Regions from separate parts of the Mus musculus genome. Here region 2 is linked to region 1. Evidence: chromatin contacts called from public promoter capture Hi-C data. All regions are on one chromosome and are shown on one strand. Each heading gives the region's core, a stretch centred on a gene start, on an enhancer-like site or on the middle of the called end of the contact. The rest is flanking DNA. Distances are from core to core; before and after follow the strand shown.

Region 1 (6,143 bases), core at 2,794-5,293:
CTCTCATTGACTTGGAGCTTTCTGGGTAGGCAAGGCTGACTGGACAATGAGCTTCAGAGATCCATCTCCCAGATGGCGTTTCAGAGACTTACCTCCCCTGCCCCGGGATTGCAAGTCTGTGCCATTGTTTTGCTTGTTTTGTTTTGTTTTGTTTTGTTTTGTTTTGTTTTGTTTTAAACGTGGGTTCTGGGGATGAAACTCAGGCCCTCCTGGTTGTGCACGGGCTGTTTTCCCAGTGCCCCTGTTTTAAGGAAATTCTTCAGTTACACACAGAAATTTGAAGTGAAATGCTGTCGGCTCTCATCACTTTCTTCAGTATCACATGAAGACAGATGTGTGTGATGAATTGTGAGAAAGAGAACCAGCTCGCCGGTGAAGCAGAAATCAAGAGTCACAATGTTGTGTTTCTGACTCTAGTGTCCTGAGCTAGACTCACAGACTCCCCAGTATCTGTGGCGTGTGGTAACTTTCTAATACTATGGCAAGGCGATTCTGGGGTTTTGTTGTTTAACTTTTCAAAGATTTTGCTCCACAGGGGAGACTTGTATGGAATTATTATAATAACGATATTTCAAATATAAAAAAAAATCAGTTTGGTAGTTCCCTTACACTATAATGTTAGTAACAAAATAATGGATTTTATGGTATGTATTAGTAATCTTTCATAATTAAACATAATGTATCAGTTTCCATTGGCCTATCTGTCCCTGAGATTTCTCACACAGAGGCTGGGTATAATATTTGAGTATTTTGGAATATGTTTTAATCATCTTATAAAGAGTTGAAGATTAGTATTCAAAAGCCCTAAAAATGCTTTGTATTTCAATTTTGACTTCTTATAAAAGCCAGCACTCATAGCCTTTTAAAAAAAAATCTTTGTGCCTTTGAAAGAATTACGATAACTCAGAAAGTGGATCTATGCACAGGGAAACAGTCTTGTGAATGATGCTTACGTGTGCTGAGACCACCGAACACCCACTTACAAACCCTCCGCGTGGCCCTAGATTGCAGAACCCCACCACAGACAGATGTACCATTTTGTTGTCATTACCTGATTGAAAACACTTGGCTTACTGTCCAAGCAGGCTAGATAGTTTAGAAGCTAAATAGAAAAGGTTGCCTGGCAAATAACGTTGTTGTTGACGGATTATGACTATATGCAGGCTCCCTGCGTGGTGGACAAGAACATTAGTGTGAGGAAGCACAGTAATTAGGCTAAAATAGTCACCCTAGAGAGGCAGATTAAGAAAAAAGTCTTTGGAACATGCAGGTTAGCACATGAGCCCACGAGGAAGCGGAGACCTTTTCTTACCCGATGATTTGAGATACCACCATACTTATTTTTTTGTTTTGTTTTGTTTTGTTTTGTTTTTGTTGTTTTTTTAAATGTATTTTTTATTGGATATTTTATTTATTTACATTTCAGATGATATCTGCTCTCCTGGTTTCCCCTCTGCAAACCCCCTGTCCCACCCCCCTCCCCCTGCTTCTATGAAGGTGCTGCCCACCCACCCACTCCCACCTCGCCGCCCTGGCATTCCCCTACACTGGGGCATCAATCCTTCATAGGACCAAGGGCCTCTTCTTCTAGTGATGCTTATAAGGCCATCCTTTGCTACATATGCGACTGGAGCCATGGGTCCCTCCATGTGTACTCTTTGGTTGGTGGTTTAGTCCCTGGGAGGTCTGGGGGGGTTGGTTGGTTGATGTTATTCTTCCCATGGGGCTGCAAACTCCTTCAGCTCCTTCATTCCTTCCTCTAACTTCTCCATTGGGGTCTCGGTGCTCAGTCTAATGGTTGGCTGCGAGCATCTGCCTCTGTACTTGTCAGGCTCTGGTAGAGCCTCTCAGGGGACAGTTATACTAGGATTCTGTCAGCAAGTGTTTCCTGGCATCAGCAGTAGCGTCTGGGCTTGACCACCATGCTTATGATGCAGTTTTCACGTGCTCATGTGTCTGTTTCTGGTCTCTCCTTTGTGTTCTGTTTCTCAGCCGCTGTCACACTGTTTATAAAACCCTGTTTTCATTTGTTACTTCACTTTGGTATGGCAAAGAGCTTGTCCACTCAAATATTATTCCCTCTTCAAATTTTTACTCTTATTTATTCTTCCAAAGAAACTTTTGAACAATTTTGTTTAATTAACTTTGAAAACATTCGGTTTGGGTGTTGAGTGGAACATGTTAAATTTATGGACGAATTTAAGGAGATAATCTTGCCTTGTCTATCTTCTATTGTTTCCAGAAGTTTTAGGGAACTTTTTTTATTTTAGTGATTTATTTCTATTTTTTTTCTGCACATTGTTCTTCTAGCCTGCATGTATGTCTGTGTGAGGGCACCAGATCCCCTGGAGTTAGAGACAGCTGTGAGCTTCCTTGTGGGGGGATGGGGAGTTGAACCTGGCTTCTCTAGAAGAGCACCCAGTGCTCCTAAGAGCTGAGCCATCTCTCTAGCCTCTTAATGGAGTATTTGAGAACTTTGTAAGTGAGGCCCAGCAAGTTGACAGGGAGGAGCTAACACACCGAGCTGCAACTGTGACTTTGGCATTGGTCCATTGGTTTTATTAGGACAGGTTATTGTTTTCAGTTGTTGAAAGCAAAGCCTGCAGCTGAGTTCAAATGAGGGCAGGCATAAGGCTTGTATGTGCAAAATCTGTAAGTGGAGCCCCTCTACCACATGGGATGTGAATGGTTTCCAAAGAACAGCGGTAGACTTCAGTGGCTTCAGTGGCCACAGTGGCCAGAGCCTGCGGTTGTTCACCTGCAGCTGATTATGTGCGCTCACAAGCTCAGCCTGCTCTTCCTGTAGCCCCCTTCCTTGGGGTCTCCTAGAGGGCTCAGCTCAGTTGGTTTCTTTGAGCCTCCTCTTCCTTTTCCTGCCTGTCAATATACTTCTTCTTCCATCACTAGATCCTTCCTCTGCCGTCCTCTCCCACCTGCCCACATCGACTTCAGCTCCTTCTGGTATTTCTGATGCTCTCTTGATTACTACGTAGGTGATTCCTTTTATTTTGAGTATCATCGTCTGTGCTGGGACACTAGGTCACCTCCCTCGAGTGGGCCCATAGTCTTTGCTGTCAGTGAAGCATGGAGTGGTTCTTCAGAGGGAGAAACCGTGTATCAAGCAAGACGGGAAAGAGGGACTTGGAATGGTTGTGCGAAACTCTTGCCTAAGTGGTAGTTCTTGTTCACCTGGCCAAAAGAAAGCCTATTCTGGCCATTGTTTGGAGTAGATGCAGATTTGATATCTTTGTGGTCCATGCAAATCTTTGATCTATTTATACAATCTGCTCCGTGTTTAAGAAAGCTACCACTGTGTCAGGTCAGAGTCTATCTATGGAGCGTTAACAGCCCTTTAGCAACCAGGAACATGACTACAGCAAGCTGTTCTTCGTTTTTTAGGAAATGGAAAACCTGTCTGAGTTTCCTCTCTCAGTCCTGTCAGATGGATGCTATTGTTTTGTGTTTTCTGCTTTTCAGCTCTCCTTCCTGTCCTCTCTCTGAAGTCATTGTACGGGAGATTTTCCTTGGCACGTCACTTTCTGTCGATTCCGTTCGTGTGACACATGCATGCTCGCATGCAGAGACAGGAAAACTCAGAACTGAGTACCAGTGTGTTATTTCCAGACACTGCGATTTGTATTTATGATAATTCATAATTTTAGATGCCTTGCAACTACAAGCCAGTATGAAAATGCTTTTTGATTTCAAAACATTTTTAGGTCAAATAACGATATGGTCGTTGGAAGGAGGAGCTTTGGACTGTGCCTGCTCCTCCTTAGCCTAACTCCTAGCCTTCCAGCATCATGGTGCTGTAGGGACTTGAGTCAGGCTGACACTCCTGTCCAGGAGACTTAGCCCGGATCTTCCTTGCTTCCTTTCTCATTCATCCCAGGATGAGAAACTGGCTTGTTTTTGTTAGGCAGCTAAACAGATAGCCAGAGCCTTCTCCACTTTGAATAAGCTCTGGAAACTTCTAGAATAGGTGGCTCTTCTACTCCTTGCTTTCTTTTTTACTCCCTGCCACTCCCTTAGGCTGGGCGGAATGCATGCGCTCTCCCTGGAGGCCTGCTCTGGGCTGCCTTTTTGTACTTGAGGCAGGGAGTATCCTGAATCTTTGAGGCCTGCAGGATCCTGAGATGATCTGGCAGGCTTGGTTGTTAGCTAGCCCCTGACAAAGCGCACAGACTCGAGACTGCTAGCCTGCTGTCCCATTCCTTTGAAGGAGTGCTTCTCCTTGGAACCAGGACACTCTGTAAGGCTTAGTACAATCCAGAAACTCTTAAGGCAATGATGAGGCCAACCAGCTGAGACTAGAAGGCTCACATATCACTCAGAGGAGACAGAGTTGATGCAGTGAATGAACACTCACGTTTATCTGAAAATGTCTCTGAATATTTATGGTTCTTGTAGTATATAGTGGTCTAGCACATGCCTGATCATAAAATAAGTATCATTTATATACTGTTATAATGTACATTTATGTGCATATATACATATATATGTGAATATATATGGAGGCAGCCAGTGGGATGAGCTTGTCAGGACCAAGCCAAGGCAGACACTAGTGGAGGGGCCACAAGAGTTGGCAGCATGAGGGATGTGTTCTTCCTAAGAGCATGAACATACATTCATGTGAACTCCTGACCTTGGAGAATGTTTCTTCATTTTCCTCATGATTCTCCAATATATTATATATTTATTATATGTTATATATTGTATGTCATGTTTCATGTGTCATGTGTTATATATTAGATTATGTGTTTTATGTTATATTTATTATATATTACATATAAAGTACCTTTATATTTATAGTGGTATTTCACATACAAGATAACATTTTTATGCACAGTGATGTTTGGGGCATAGGAATCCAAGGTACTGAAATGTCACACAAGTTTATCTAGCAAGTGAAATAAATTATTCTTTCCTATTCCTTGATCTTCTTTGGCTATCGGAGCAGCCAGCCCAGCCCTGACTCCCATACTAGACACATCAGGAAGGTGTCGCTTGGAAACGGTTGTTGTTGGAAGGAGGCTCTGTGACATTTGAGCTCACTCATGTGCAGTGCATATGACAGATGTCAGTGCTGTGGCACTGCGCCCTTCCCTGTGGTTTCTTAGAGCCGGAACAAGGAAGCTTGCTGATGCCCAGACTTACCTGTTTTTCAGGGACAGAAGACGGTCTATGCAAAGTTTGGCAAAAACGTGTATCTACCCGAAGATGCGGAGTTTTACTTTGTTTATGGCGGGTCGCATCAGAGGCACGTGGTGATTGCTGACCGTGTCCAGGACAATGTCCTCCAATCTAGCATTCCAGGTGAGGAGGCGGGCTGGGGTGGGAAACATCCTCCCTCCAGGGATATTTGCCAAGTAGTGAATCACAAGGGAAAAGAAGACGCATTTGCCAAGGTCAGGAGTTCACAGGGGTGTATGTGCATGCTCTTAGGAAGGACAAGGTCCCCTGTGCCAGTGACTCCTGGGGCCCCTCTACTAGTGTCTGCCTTGGCTTAGTCCTGATAAGTTCATCATCCCATTGGCTGCCTCCAGCTCTCAAGGTCTATCATCCTTAGATGTAGACAACAGAGGATGTACCCCGGGTCACCTCCTTTGTCCCAGCCTGATGCCTGAGTTGGCTTGGGACAAGCTGACATGATAGACCATGTGTTCATTCTCCCTCCTCGTTCCTTTGTGGTCAGCCCGGCAGTTCCAGGAACTCTCGGATAAGAAAAAGACAAAAACAAGTGCCTAACAGTGGTGGCCCACACCTTTAATCCCTGCACTCAGTAGACAGAGGCAGGTGGATCTCTGAATTCAAAGCCATCCTGATCCTGAAGTTCAAGGACATCCAGGGTACACCTAGAGGAACACTGTCTCAAAAACTGAAAGAAAGGAACCAACCCCCCTCGCTGCTGTATCTTGTTAATGGCTGCCATTCCTCTGTGGGTCCCTCCCCCTTTCACTTTTACTCTGGTAAATAAACTGACATTCTTTCCGCTCCTCTTTACATTCTCTCTTTTAATGGGCAGCTTATAGAGGAAGAATAGAAATAATGAAAGCACCTCTTCTGACAGAAAGCACACTGTTTTTTCTTTCTTTCTTGTTTACATGGAAAGGCCAACCTCATTGAGCTCCTGTATGCAAAAG
Region 2 (6,128 bases), core at 2,729-5,228, 100 kb before region 1:
TGCTGCATTTGCTATTCCTGGATTGGATTGCTGGGTTGCTGGGTTGCTGGGCTGCTGGGCTGCTGGGCTGCTGGGCTGCTGGTTGGAGATATTTGGATGACAAAGACTGGACTTGCTCCAGGGAACTTGACACCCTTTATCAGCAGGAAGTGGTGTAAAGAGGTCCACATCCCTTTCTCATCTAAGCTCCTTTCTCTCCTACCTAGTGCTGGGGGATTGGAAGGGATTAGGATGGAATAAGGGTTGGAAGGGTGGAGGATAGAAGAACCCAATAAAGTAGAGCAAAAAAGCATGCCCAGTGCGGTGTAGTCAACCAGTCAGGAACAACTGGGGGCCTGTCTTAGAGATAGATCAGGAGTTCGATGTTAATAATGATAGTACCAGTCATTTATGTTATTTTCTGTGGTTAGACTCTAGACCTTAATCTAGCACTTTCACTTCAGTATCATGCAAGGAAACAGCGGAGCTCTTTTCCTATAATGTTGGCTCTCATTCATATACGTATCTTAGCTTTAATTCCTATGGTGACCTTACTATGTACCCATGCTTCAGATGAGGGACCTATGGAGCCGAGAGACTAGGAAACATGCTTCGGACGAGCAGCAAGCTTGCCGACCCATCTGCGGGAGTCTGGAGCCCTTCTTCCCTTTTCTTCGGAGGTTCTGTGGAAGGCTGGGAGAGGGTCCAGCTTGTCCTCATGTTCAAGAGACCCGAAGGATCTGCTCTAGTCGAAAGGTCCTGGAAGTCTCCACTGAGGCTACATTTTCAGATTTGTCTTCACAGGGAATCATCATCTCCCTTCGTCTTTGAACTTGCCACCCTCTGAAGGGAGACAGCTGTCTTGGATGATCTGACTTACGTACATTTCTTAAATCTTCTTAGGAAAAATATACGAGATATATATATATATATATACACAACATTCTTTAGCCTCAGGCAAATTGCTATCCAGTTGGTCAATTATGACTTCTCCAAGGTAAATTTTTAGAGGGAGACTCTTCTGATTAGACACCATCCTGCAGATCCCGAACTGTGTTCGCTCAGAACCTGTGTTCCCAGGCCTTTCAGGCCTTCCAGGAGTCCTTGTATTGCAAGTGCGCTTAGAACTTGAGCAAGATTTCCATTCGGCTCCTCCCACGGGCTTATCCTGTTCACCTCTGTTCCACTCTCTGCGTGCTCGTTATGTCCCCTGGGTCCTTCAGTTCCCCAAGTCATTCCCAAGGACACTCGCACGTTCCCGTCCCCTGACCTCCAGGGGACAGACAACAGCATGGTTTCTGCAGAGAATTTAAACACTTTTCAAAACCAGCATTAGTCTCTTTAGTCAAGACCCAGCAATGCCTACGTTGGCTTCTAGAACTACTGCTTTCAAAAGCAATCTTCTGGTGTAGGACTTCAGCCGTTGCAGGCACTCACTTGCATGTTAATGACCTCCAGTGCGCAATCAGCCCGTTTTAATGTGGGTCTGACGTTATGATGGGCGTGGAACTTAGGTGTGACCACTCCCAGTTACACACTTGAGCCCTGCACATGGTATTCGTGCTTGTTCTTAGGGTGAGTTCAGCGGCGGTTGGTATGACACAGGTGTACTGTGGGTGCCTGTGTGATAGCAGGAGCACGGTTTAGTTGTGTGTTCCAGCATTTGGTGTGAAACAGGTTATGACAGGACCACGGGCAACACTGGAATTAGTTTCAATGTGCCAGTCTGTGTGGGCCACGCGGGGGATTTTTTTTTATCTCAAATACAAAGCACTAAAACAGTAAGAGGTGTGGTGTGAGTTCCCTAACGAGCATTTTAAACTCTAAGGAGTCTCCTGATTCTGTATACCACTGTTCACACCGAACTTTAAAAAACGTAAATGTTTTGTTTCTTATTATTTTTGCGAATTTCTTCCTGTGGCTTCAGCTGTGTTCCGCGTGTTTTCATTTCGCTGGGCTGCTGTAATGGCTTCCTAATGGCTCTCATTTCCAGGTCCCCCTCTGCCTTACTCTGGCACTCTGCAGGTTCTTCTGCTGCCTTTGGAATGACAACCTTAAAGTACTGAGTATGCCAGCGGTCTATCTAGAATGCATCCCTGGCTCCTGGTGCTTGCCAGGTCTGCATGGCCCGAGATGCTGTGAGATGCTGTGTGCTTCCCTGTTCCTCTCTGGCCTGGGTCCTGACAAGCACATCTCAGGGCCACTCAGCACAGCCAGCCTCTCTTCATCTGCACGCCATCTTCCTTTGCACCTTTCTATCTCGCCTATACTCGCTTTTCCCACAGCTCCCGTTCCCCACGATGCCTGGAGCCCGAGCCAGTCACCCACCATCTGTCCTGTTGCTGGAGTCAGTATGTGAATCAGCTTCCACGGTGACACGTACTGTACGGTGTCCCATCACTGGTGTCTGCGTTGTCTTGTTTCATGCCTGCTACATGCTGCACTCCCACACCTAACTCACACACGTGTGTGCAAACTGGACTCTTTCCACACATGCTGTGTGCCTGGATTGACAGCACAGAGTTCAGCTGTCTGTGATACTATGTGCACTAGGCTCTGTGATCTGGGACAGTGTTTTCTGGTTTAGAGAATTGGACCCCAAACCAGCCAGCCTTTGAGCTGCCTGAGGAGGCCTTAAAGATATAAACTCTGGGCATTGAGACCTCCTGGATTAAATCTCTGGCAGGAGAGGCCTGGCAATTTGCATTATACACTAATGGAATAGGTTCATTTTTTTTGTGTAGGAAACTTTAAGTGAGGAAGGCACAGTGGGCTGGGTGTGGTGTGGCATGCTGTTAATCCCAGTGCTTGGGAGGCAGATGCAGTTGAATCTCTGTGGGTTAGAGACCAGCCTGGTACACGTAGAGTTTTCCAGGCTAGCCAGAGCTACAAAGTGAGAGACCCTGTCTTAAAAAGGAAAATTACGGTTGTTTCTGTTGTTTTCCCTCTGTCCGTTAGCTTACTTCTTTATACAAGGAAGGGATGTTACTCACTGTAGAGTTCCTTCAGTGTAAGAAAGTAAAGTGAGTTTATCCATTTACAGTTAACAGCCCTGACTGACAATCTCACTTAACCCTTGGTTTTCTGGGAGGTAGAAGGCAAGTCAGAATTTTGTCATCAGCCACAAAGGCTGGAACTCAGAGGCTCTATGTAACGTACTCTGGCTCATGCTTTTAAAAGACATTTGTATAATTGATCATTAAGGTTTCTAAATATTATTATGTATTTTTTTGGATGGGATTTCTTCTCACGTGAAGTACACAGGCTGGTGAGATGGTTCCGCAGGTAACAGCTCTTGCCCTGGAAGCCTGACAACCTGAGTTGGATCCCTGGAGCTCTAGGAAAGATCGAAGGAAAGACCCGACCCACAGGGCTGTCCTTTAACCTTCACATGCAAGAGCACACACGTGTGTCACAGACACACAATTATAGCAGATCAATAAAAAAGAAAAGAAAAAGGCTTAGTTAACTTTGCAAAGAGAAAACAGGCAGAGTGAATTTGCAATTTCTGTAAGGTTATCATCAGACAGAGCCATGCAAAACAGAATTGGGAAGGCACTTCTGCCCACCCACAGTTCTGTGCTCTCCAGCATGGGGCCCACCTCTGTAGTGCCTTCTTTAGTATTCTCGTCTTTGTTTGAGGGCTCACAGTAGCACCTGCTGATCCTGTCCCTTCTTCCTTCTCTGCCATCTCCTGCACCTGAAATAAGCCTTCTTGTTGCGGCTGGTCCTCATGGGATCAGGCCAGGCTCTTGCCCTGGCTAGCTCCTGCTCTTTTAGGTATCCTTAAATGGATTGGCTCCTTTTGGACCTTTCCCTACATGCCTTCTTTGTGTTAACTGGAATACAGCTTAGGTTTCCATAGAGGGACTTAGCTAACATCTTATTTTACTGAGCTGTCTAATCTTACAGATTTCTGGAGAACAGGGTGGATCACTCTTGAGATTATCCAAGCAACAGATTACGCCACCACGCCTGGGTCACCCCTGTGGTTCACTGGCTTGCTTTCAGCTGGCTTAGCTAGACATCCCTATCCATCCAGCAAGAACAGGGAAAGATGTTAGGAGGGCGTAGCCTGAGTTAGGCAGTGGAAGTACGTCTGTTCACGTCCCGCCAGCTATGACCTCATCATTGTCACAGATAACATCAGGGTAGGCTGGGTGATGTAGTCTTTAGCTCAGCGCTGTCTAAACAAACATAACGTGAGTCCTGTATGTAATTTCAAATCTTCAGGTGTGCTGGCCTATGCCCTGTCATCTCAGCTCTTCAGGAGGATGAGGCAAGAGGCTGACTTGAAGAGTTTGAGACCAGCTGTGACACACAGTGAGACCTCACCTCAAAAAAAGAATCAACAAACCCCCTATCGTCTAAAGTTTTCCATTAATAACATTAAAGACCAAAAGGTGATAAGTAAAATAATCAGTGTAGTTGAGACAATGCAGCTAAACTAGTATTAGGTCAACATGTAAGACTGGCCACATTTGGGCTGGAGAGATGGCTCAACCGTTAAGAGCACCGACTGCTCTTCCAGAGGTCCTGAGTTCAATTCTCAGCAACCACATGGTGGCTCACAATATCTATAATGGGATTGATCAGTATCCTGGGACACGGAAGCTTTAGCTGCTTGACTACAATCCAGCTAAAATGGAAGGATCTTGCCACTAAAATGAAGGTTGGAATTAATGTCAGGGGTAAAGCTGGAGTCGCCGTCATCTCTCCCCTGGGCAGTCCCTGCTCCCACCTGTCCCAGTTTAATCCAAAGCTTGGTTTGGATTAAATTGCATGAGATGCCTTGCACATACAGTTCTCTGCTATGGTCTGTTATTCTCACTGGGTTGAGCATCTCAAGGCCAAAAGGGCCGAGGTTCCCTTGCCTAGTATTTTCCATGTTTTAATTACTTGATAGTTGAATGAATGACGCAATTGCATGGAGATTATAGAAAACAATAAAATATTTCAACTGTTTTCACTATTCTCAGAAGAATGCTACTGGCCTTTCCTCCATATGTATCTAGAGTCATAATGTTCTTAGGGGTGTGTGTGTGTGTTTTACACTCGTTCAGGGGTGCTTTCGTGTGACAGTCACATTCTGATGTCATGTAAGTTTCCCTATTTCTACAGATAATTTTTGGAAAAGCATAATGGCCTGCATTTAGGACATCTACATTTCCCTGGAAGTTTGAATCTCGTGTTCATGGCAGCTGCCTGTGAACCATGAAAGAGCAAGGCAGGACTGTTTGAGTAGGGCCCTCGTGTTGAGAGTTCTTGTGTAGTGTTTTGGGGGAAAATTCTTTCCAAGAAATAGTATAAGTCTTTTGTGGCATAGAATGGGTGATATTTTACACCTGAAACAGCATTACCAGCAGTCTATAGGTGAGCCAAAGTTATCTGCAATTTCTGGAGTGAGACACAGCATGAAACAGCTTTTCATTATATTACATGGAAGGCAATTTCCCAAACACATTCAGTTACAGAAGTTGCAGGCTACTCTGCTTTCTCATGCCTGTCTTGCATCTCTCACAGTCAGGTAGCTGAAGTAATAGCTCGCCTGTGCTGGCTCCTGAGATGTCACGGTAGGTTCCTCTACAGAATAGGCAGAAGTGAGTGAGGGGCCAGAAAAGGGCTGGTTGCTCAGGATGGCAGCACCGGCTGGCTCACTATTCCAGCAATGGTTCCCTTTCCCTCTCACCTCCTTTCAGTCCCTCTGCAAACAGAAGCATCTCTCTTCCTTCCCACTACTGGCTTTTGGGATGTGTTTCCTCAAATCGGGGGGTGGGGACATAGCAACCTCAGGCAAATAATATTATGACAGTAATATTCACCAGCACCATTACCACACTAACGCCATGAGCACCCATGTGCCAGCCTCTTGCTAAGAGCTCCCTCCATGCTCCTCACCTGCTCCTTCAACTACCTTATTCGATAGGCATATTTTGATCCTCACTTTACATGTGATGAAGCAGGCTTACACTAAGTGGATTGCTTAGTCACAAGCTAATGAGTTGTCAGACTGGGTTAGTATCCATGTATGGAGCTGAATCCTCAGCTTTTAGCCTGTATGTGGTCCTGCTTAGGAATATTGCCTAGGTGATATTATATACATAGTAGTGGCAGGGTTAGAAAAGGAATGGTCATTGAGTGAGGAAGAC

Evidence for each region. Capture Hi-C pulls out chosen DNA fragments and counts their contacts.
Region 2: a contact with region 1 is called in a promoter capture Hi-C map of adipose tissue. The contact joins two enhancer-like sites. A contact is called at or near these places in 2 of 484 Hi-C or Micro-C datasets (embryonic stem cells and nephron progenitors), 1 of 115 datasets of contacts at active chromatin or transcription factors (fibro-adipogenic progenitors) and 3 of 9 other capture datasets (adipose tissue, embryonic stem cells and pancreatic islet).

The regions. Positions count from the first base shown.
Region 1 is chr13:98,076,346-98,082,488 of GRCm38.p6, reverse strand. Arhgef28 (Rho guanine nucleotide exchange factor (GEF) 28) reads left to right here. Exons shown (of 36, transcript NM_012026.2): 3 at 5,169-5,316. Among named protein-coding and RNA genes, the nearest start is that of Gm34469, 92 kb to the left of the region's middle. Within about 2 kb of position 4,043, at least 14 of the 459 cell types and tissues checked have an H3K27ac peak or open chromatin away from gene starts, as enhancers often do. A contact at or near this core is called in adipose tissue, where this site is marked.
Region 2 is chr13:98,178,726-98,184,853 of GRCm38.p6, reverse strand. The region is part of intron 1 of Arhgef28 (Rho guanine nucleotide exchange factor (GEF) 28); the gene reads left to right. Among named protein-coding and RNA genes, the nearest start is that of Gm34469, 10 kb to the right of the region's middle. Within about 2 kb of position 3,978, at least 14 of the 459 cell types and tissues checked have an H3K27ac peak or open chromatin away from gene starts, as enhancers often do. A contact at or near this core is called in adipose tissue, where this site is marked.